2 separate regions of the Gossypium hirsutum genome follow, and region 1 is linked to region 2. The links are chromatin contacts, called in public Hi-C maps. All regions are on one chromosome and are shown on one strand. Each heading gives the region's core, a stretch centred on a gene start, on an enhancer-like site or on the middle of the called end of the contact. The rest is flanking DNA. Distances are from core to core; before and after follow the strand shown.

Region 1 (3,355 bases), core at 455-2,954, 87 kb after region 2:
TTGAATTTTTTTACCCAGAAGATATGTTTGATTATCTAGCAACTCAAAACAAAACAGTGAAACCCACAATAAAAGGTAATGCCAACAGAAACTCACCATAATAGAATCAAGTCCACATCCAATTTTATCTTCAGAATGTGGATGATAACGAAGAAGCATCTCTACTACAGCTTCCTCATCTGCAACAGTTAATCGTTCCCCATCCTTATACCTAAGAATAGGAGAAAAATAATTAGAAGGAAGAATCATTGACGAAGTTGACTAATATTTAACATTGTTGCACTGTATAGACACAATGGTTCAGCTTATTAACTGCTTCATCCAAAAAGTATCTCAAAAATGTTAGCTTGATTTTCTATTAGTGGTGTAAATCATAGGTTCTATGTCAAAACTTAATTTCATTAGTAATTTTTCTAAATGTAGCTAGCCATAATAACCTCATAAGGGATGTTTAACATATTGAAAATTTAAGACAGTTTAGAGAGTTCCCTTTTTGCTTATTTATTTGGTTTCCCGAATTCTCATAAGATGTAAAAATATCTGCAGCTAAGGCCTACCTACTTGATTCTAGCACACGTATAACGCAATGACACAGAAAATTATTCTCTGCAATTTATTGGATGGTGTTCTCTCTCTCCATTACTAATTTGGGTAAAATATAAAATTGGATTATAATGTCTGTACACCCAATGGATACAACATCCCAGTTCTGCTTTCATCTTTCTGTCCTTGATAAGAGAAGATAACCTCGGAGACTGATATAGGAAACTTAGCGGCAGTGTTTTGAATGGCAGGCAAGAACATGGTTAGGCGACATTAAAAAGCTCTTTTGCTGACACCATTAGACTCCACATTCCTACTTAAACAACTTCTTTTAAATACAAACAGGAAGTATAATTTTCATCCAAGCAATAGAAAGCAATGTTTTTGAAAGCATTAGAGATTTATCCACAAGATTGAACAAGTTCCTACTCTAATCGCAAAAGAAGCAACAGTAACGCAACCATGCCAAGCTTGATCATTTGTTAGAAATTAAAGTTAATTAGCATAAATATGGGACTAAACTTTTAAGACATTAGAAATTCAAGTTGCTTTTATTACTTTTGCTTTCTTGTTTAGGGTGAAAGATTAACTATATTGTATTAATTAAGCGATACATATATGAAATCATATCAGTAAAGATTCAAATGTATGATATGTAAATGGAGCCTAAAATAACTGGTGAAAATGACAAGAGCTGTGAGACTGACCTATTAGAGTGAAGAATCTCTCTAGCGAGCGAAATGATAGGCTGGATGTCACGAAGAATCTCTTCCTCCTTATCCTTCCATTTCCTGTAATCAGGATCATCCAACATATGGTACTTCTTCGGGTCCCTCACGCTAGGCACCGCACTACTCTTCTCCGCGGAGGACACCTCCTCTTCGAGCCCAGTCGACTCTGCAGCAGCGCACCAAGGACGACGAGGAGACGATGGGATTCCAGCTGCAAGAAGGTTGTATCGTTGCAGCCGAAGGCGGAGCAGTGGGATGCCTTTACGAAGCAGATGAGCAGCCATGGCTCAAGTGTGGGGGCGTAACTGAGGATCACCTAATTCGTCGCCTTTTTCCTAGGGATCGAGTCGATGCGACGCCGTGTTTCAGGATGTGACCAACTTGGACCGGCTCAAGCCCATTTTTTTTACACGCTAGTTTTTGTACCCTTATGTATAATATTTAATTAATTTCTAGAGGAATAATATTACGTTATTACTATTAATATATTACGTATAATATTTTAATTAATAATATGTAAAATTACAAGGTTTTTAAAATATAATAAAAAATAGTTCTTATGTTTTAAGGTACAAAAATATTTCTTATTAACTTTAAACTGTTTGATATAAAGTAAAAAGATTTTTAAATATTGTTAAAACTTTTCTATGAATTTTTTTTATTTCTTTACAATCTTAGTTATCAATTATTGTTTTAATTTCAAAATTTTATTAGGTATAAATCTATTTTCATAAAAATAATTTAAATTATATTTTTTATATTATTAAATATAATAAATCTGTGCATCACATGGGATGCAAACTAGTTTTTTAATATGACTAAACTAATTTTACATATTTAAATATTTTAATTTAAAATAGTTAAAAATTCCTAATTTTATTCTAATAATTATTTTTTAAAATTATTCATTTAAAAATCTATTTGAAAACAGTTATCATGTTTAAATTATTAATAGTCATGCAATTACTAAACAATGGGAAAATTGTGAATATTTTAATAGATAATTATGATAAACATATCTTATATTATATGAGATTTATGAATTTAGAATGTAAATGAAGTTGGAGTTTTTAAATATTAAATTATTAATTTAATGGATAATAATAATTTTGATGAATAAATGAATTTTGAACTTAAAATATTTTAAATTTCGAAGGTAAATCTATTAATTATTGGTTTTGCAACCAATTAAATGCAGGAGAAAATCACGAAGGTTTGATTATTGTAGCACTTCAATACTCAGGTTCAAAGGAGGGGAAATTCTAGGGTAAAAAAACCAAAATTTTTTAGGATTAATCAATTTTTTTAAGAACTTGTCAAAATTAATTTTTTACCAAAATATCTAAAAATTTATAAAACTATCTAAAATTATTTTTAATTAGAAATATTGATATTATAAATATTGGTAAATTCAAGTTTTTTAAGTTGAAGCTCATGATACAACACATAGATAGAAAATTTTAGAAAGGGTGTATAAAAAAGAGGGCAAGCTATGACCAAATTTTGTAGTATATCATCATAAAGGGCTTTTAAGGCTCTATGCTTACTGACAAGTTCTTTTGGGAGTAATTCTCCGTGATACACATTACCATAAACAAATTAATAGACTAGAATCATTTGTAAACTACCAATTTAATCCTTTAAGAACGTCTCTTCCCTGTAATAAACATTTTCAAACTTAAGGGTGACCACCTCCCGGTGTACCAATGTCGGGAGTATGAATACTATTATTAAAGATAGGGAATTGAGGCGATGTCTATATTATACGAGTCAGGTTGTAATTTAGTTTACAATGAAGTAGGTGAATACTCTGAGGTTTGCACCCAAGGGAGGCAAGTACTAAATTAATAATAACCTAAACGTAAATAGATCTAACTAGTAATTTAAATAAATTATAGTACGATAAAACAATAAGTAAAAAGAATTGGCTTTTATAAGAAGATAAAAAAAAAGTTCATAAAGTAATAAAAACTGTAAAACTAATATGTGACTCAATCAAATCTAAGCATGGGTGATTAGCTCACTTTGGTGGTCATAATTAATTCTTATCTCGGGTCTCTACTCAATCAACTAGTCATTAC
Region 2 (3,570 bases), core at 360-2,859:
TGGTATCTAATTTTTTTTTCATTTTTGCACCTAAATTTTATTTTTGGTTACAAGTGGTACTTAAACTAACTTTTTTTTCTCAAATTGGTACCTCTATTAGTTTAATAGTTTGTTAAACAGTTAAGTCTATTTCAATAAAAAAAGATAAACACTTAAAAATTGACATAAGGAAAAAAAGAAAAAAAATATTATTTTCTCTTACATATGTATATATTCATTTTTTTTTATTTTTTATTTATTCAGAATCAAACCGATGGTTGAATTGGTCAAGCCACGAATTCCAGTTTTGATCAAATACTGAAAAACCATAAAAACAAAAAAAAATTAAAAATGAAGAAAATCGGTTTAACCAACCTGTATCAATTCATCCCTTATCTTCGAACTAGTACCTTGATCGACTGATTCAGTTTGGTTCTAAAATGCTAATTTTGATTGATGAAATAACTTTTTTCGGTCTTGTCAGGTTGAGCATGCAAGCGGTGAAGTTTGAAAATAGAATTAATCACTGACCTTGAGAGGTCAAATTTTGAGTATTGTTGGTATTTCCAAACATTATAAAAGAAGAAGAAAGGAAAACAAAAGGAAAAATAAGAAAAAAAAAGAAAAAATAATGTAAAAGAAAAAAAAGTGAAATCAAATAATTAAAAATATTTTTTAAGTTTATTCATTGAAATTTTTTAACGAATATAACATTTTGGTGTAAAATGAGTAACAAAATAATAGTTTAGGTACTACTTGTGACAAAAAAATATTTAGGTATCAAAATGAGAAGAAAAAAAAACATAATTTAGGTACCAAGGTATCAAATTGGGGGGGAAAATAGTTTAGGGATCGCTTATGACCAAAAAAGGGTTTAAGTACCCAAATGGAAAAAAAGTATAGTTTAAGTATCAATTTGTGTCAAGTAAAAAAAATTATGCACTATCAATTAGGGGTAATATTAGTTCCGTTTGGTTAGATTTTTTGGATTTTTTGAACTATCCATTATAATACGGTTTGGTTTGGTTCAATTTTTAGTTTACCATATTAATTATTTGTTTTGGATTTTTAGACTTATATTGACAAAATGAACTTTGTCTTTGCCTTTATTTTAATGTTATTTGACAAAATTTCAAAAAATTCATAAAAATTTTTAAAAGACAATAAATTTTCAAGAACTTTTAAATCATTTTCACTATTTTAAATATAAAATATTTATATTTATATAATAAAGAATAGAATTCGATTAAACTTCAAGCAATTGTCATTTTTAAATTTATATTTCATAAACCCAAGTAACCTAATTCGGGTTAATTTTCCATTTTTCTTCGGAAAATGATACAACCACTTAAAAATTACTCAAGTAGAGTACTTATTTCCAACTTTGAAATGTCAATTAACATTTGTTCAAAAGAAAAATGCCATTTAACGTCTTTCATAAAGCCTTTGAAACTTCAAAAAAGTTGAATGGATTAACCAATAACCATGGATTAGGGGTAAAGGTGCAACTTATGCTATAGCCCATAGAGCATAGACCCCAAAATTCATTTAGGAGAAAGTAGATGGGGACTTTCGGCTGAAGAGAGAATTTAGAAATGTTAAAGCAAAACTTGGTTTGACTATAATTTCTTTTAGGCCCATCAATTGTTGCAAATGGCTAACATTAACGTGCACCAACTATCACACTATATGTGTAGACCCAAATCTCTTGGACTTGGTTACCCGCCCACACAACTCGCCTAAGTGAGGTTTTTGGAATTTTTCCAATAGTTTATTATAATTTAGTTTGGTTTGATTCTCACTTGTCTCATATTAACCTTTTCTTGTTTTGTATTTTTAATTTTATTTTAGTAAAATGAGTTTTTTTACAGCTTTTGAATTTTATTTGACAAAGTTTTAAAATTATTTTCATAAATATTTTTAAAGAATAATAAATTTTCAAGTAAATAAAAAAATCAATAACTTTTATATGATATATTTTAATATATTAAGTTATTTTCACTATTTTAAACATAAAATATTTATTTTTATTATCAAAATTATTTGGGTGGTGCTCTGAGATCCTTGGTGTCAGCTTGTAAAATAAATAGTAAATATTTATTAGTACATAAAATGTAATACTTCTTTTAAACGAGAATAACCTAAACTTGTAGACATAATATGCTCACGAGTTCAACCTGAAATATTATACAAAATTTAAAAGGTGAGATGATTGCCAAAATGATCCATACAATCAATTTTAACTCTTCCTAAACTATTACTTTTTTTTATAGTGTATACGCGATGGAGGTTTTTTAACTTATGAAATTGTCATTAGTCTCATTTATTTATTTATTTTTAATTTTTTAATATCAATTATGATAAACTCAAGTGAGAATGAGTAAATGGAAACAGATAGGAGATAGTGAGATACATTGAGATGTTGGGCATTAATGTTATATAAGTTGGATGGATATTTAGAAGTTGTTATCCATTGGTTCAAATGCAACCAAAATAGAATGATGTTCATACCCTTATCATTACATTCAACTCCAACATCAATTCCAGTCTCCTCTGAACATAAGAGATAGGGTAGGGTTGCACACTGTGGGTTTTGCCAAATTAGACCCAGAGATTGGTTGGTTTTTGCCGCCAATATTAAATGACTTGGGTGGCAGTATTGACCCCCTAATGCCCTAAACCAAGAAAAAAAAATCTACCAATGGTCCTTTCTTTCTGCCCATATAGAGGGGTAGTTGAGGCCTAAATTTCATTGACATATAGCTTGTATTGGCTTTTAACGGTAATCCCATAAGACTCCACTGCCAACTAGGGTTGAAATTCAGCCTAAATTTTGCAGGTAAGAATAGGACCACTGTACCCCCAACTATGTCACAAACACTTATTGACTGCCATTGGCTTTTCTTTTGATCTTTTCCTCACTGTTTAATACAAACTCTTGATTAGTTTCAAATGCTGTCTAAGCAGCTAGATCAGCATCAAAATGATTTAACATTAAATTTTGGCACCAGTGGTTCATGTGTCCATTTCTTATATTGTCCACATCAGTGTTTGAATCTAGTGACTTTGGCGTGGTTCATTCAATAATTTTTGGCCAAGGCTTTTGAGGTCCCCAAGTTCGACCATTCTTTGAAAACACATTTTCCATCAAAAGATCGAATAAATTTATCCTTGCATTAATACTACTACTACTTACGTACGCATGTTAAAGCATTACAATGAGTTCATGAGCCGTCCACATTAGGAGTTTGATTGTATATAATCGACATAGCACAAATTACAATAGGCAAAGTTAATTGCAAAAAAACAGAGGGCCAAACCTATACTAGATTAGAATTGGCAACGTACATAGATGGCTGCATTAGCCTGCAGGTTTACAGTTTCTTCCGCCGCCCTTCAATAACATCGTATGCGACATATATTATATCATGATAGTAGTGCCAACCATTGAAATGTTTGGGAGAAAGAACAAACTACAAAGGGTAATTAAATGCCAACATTTTGGTTCAAAATTTGTGGGCTGAAACTATAATATTGAAAACAGTTATCCTCGTTTACATGTTCTCCGCCTTAAATTTAATCCAAATTAGG

What was found. Hi-C and Micro-C count contacts between places; a contact is called where the count stands out from the background.
Region 1: a Hi-C map of leaf shows a contact between it and region 2, with 4 times the contacts expected there. The contact joins the promoter of LOC107951040 here to the enhancer-like site in region 2. A contact is called at or near these places in 12 of 34 Hi-C or Micro-C datasets (callus, hypocotyl, leaf and 1 more).

What each region holds. Positions count from the first base shown.
Region 1 is chrA02:21,786,586-21,789,940 of Gossypium_hirsutum_v2.1, forward strand. LOC107951040 (protein DCL homolog, chloroplastic) reads right to left here and starts at 1,705. Exons shown (of 3, transcript XM_016885927.2): 1 at 1,251-1,705; 2 at 97-211. The coding sequence starts at 1,558.
Region 2 is chrA02:21,700,137-21,703,706 of Gossypium_hirsutum_v2.1, forward strand. No RefSeq gene overlaps it. Among protein-coding and RNA genes, the nearest start is that of LOC107951038, 53 kb to the right of the region's middle. Within about 2 kb of position 1,610, at least 3 of the 9 cell types and tissues checked have an H3K27ac peak or open chromatin away from gene starts, as enhancers often do. A contact at or near this core is called in hypocotyl and leaf, where this site is marked.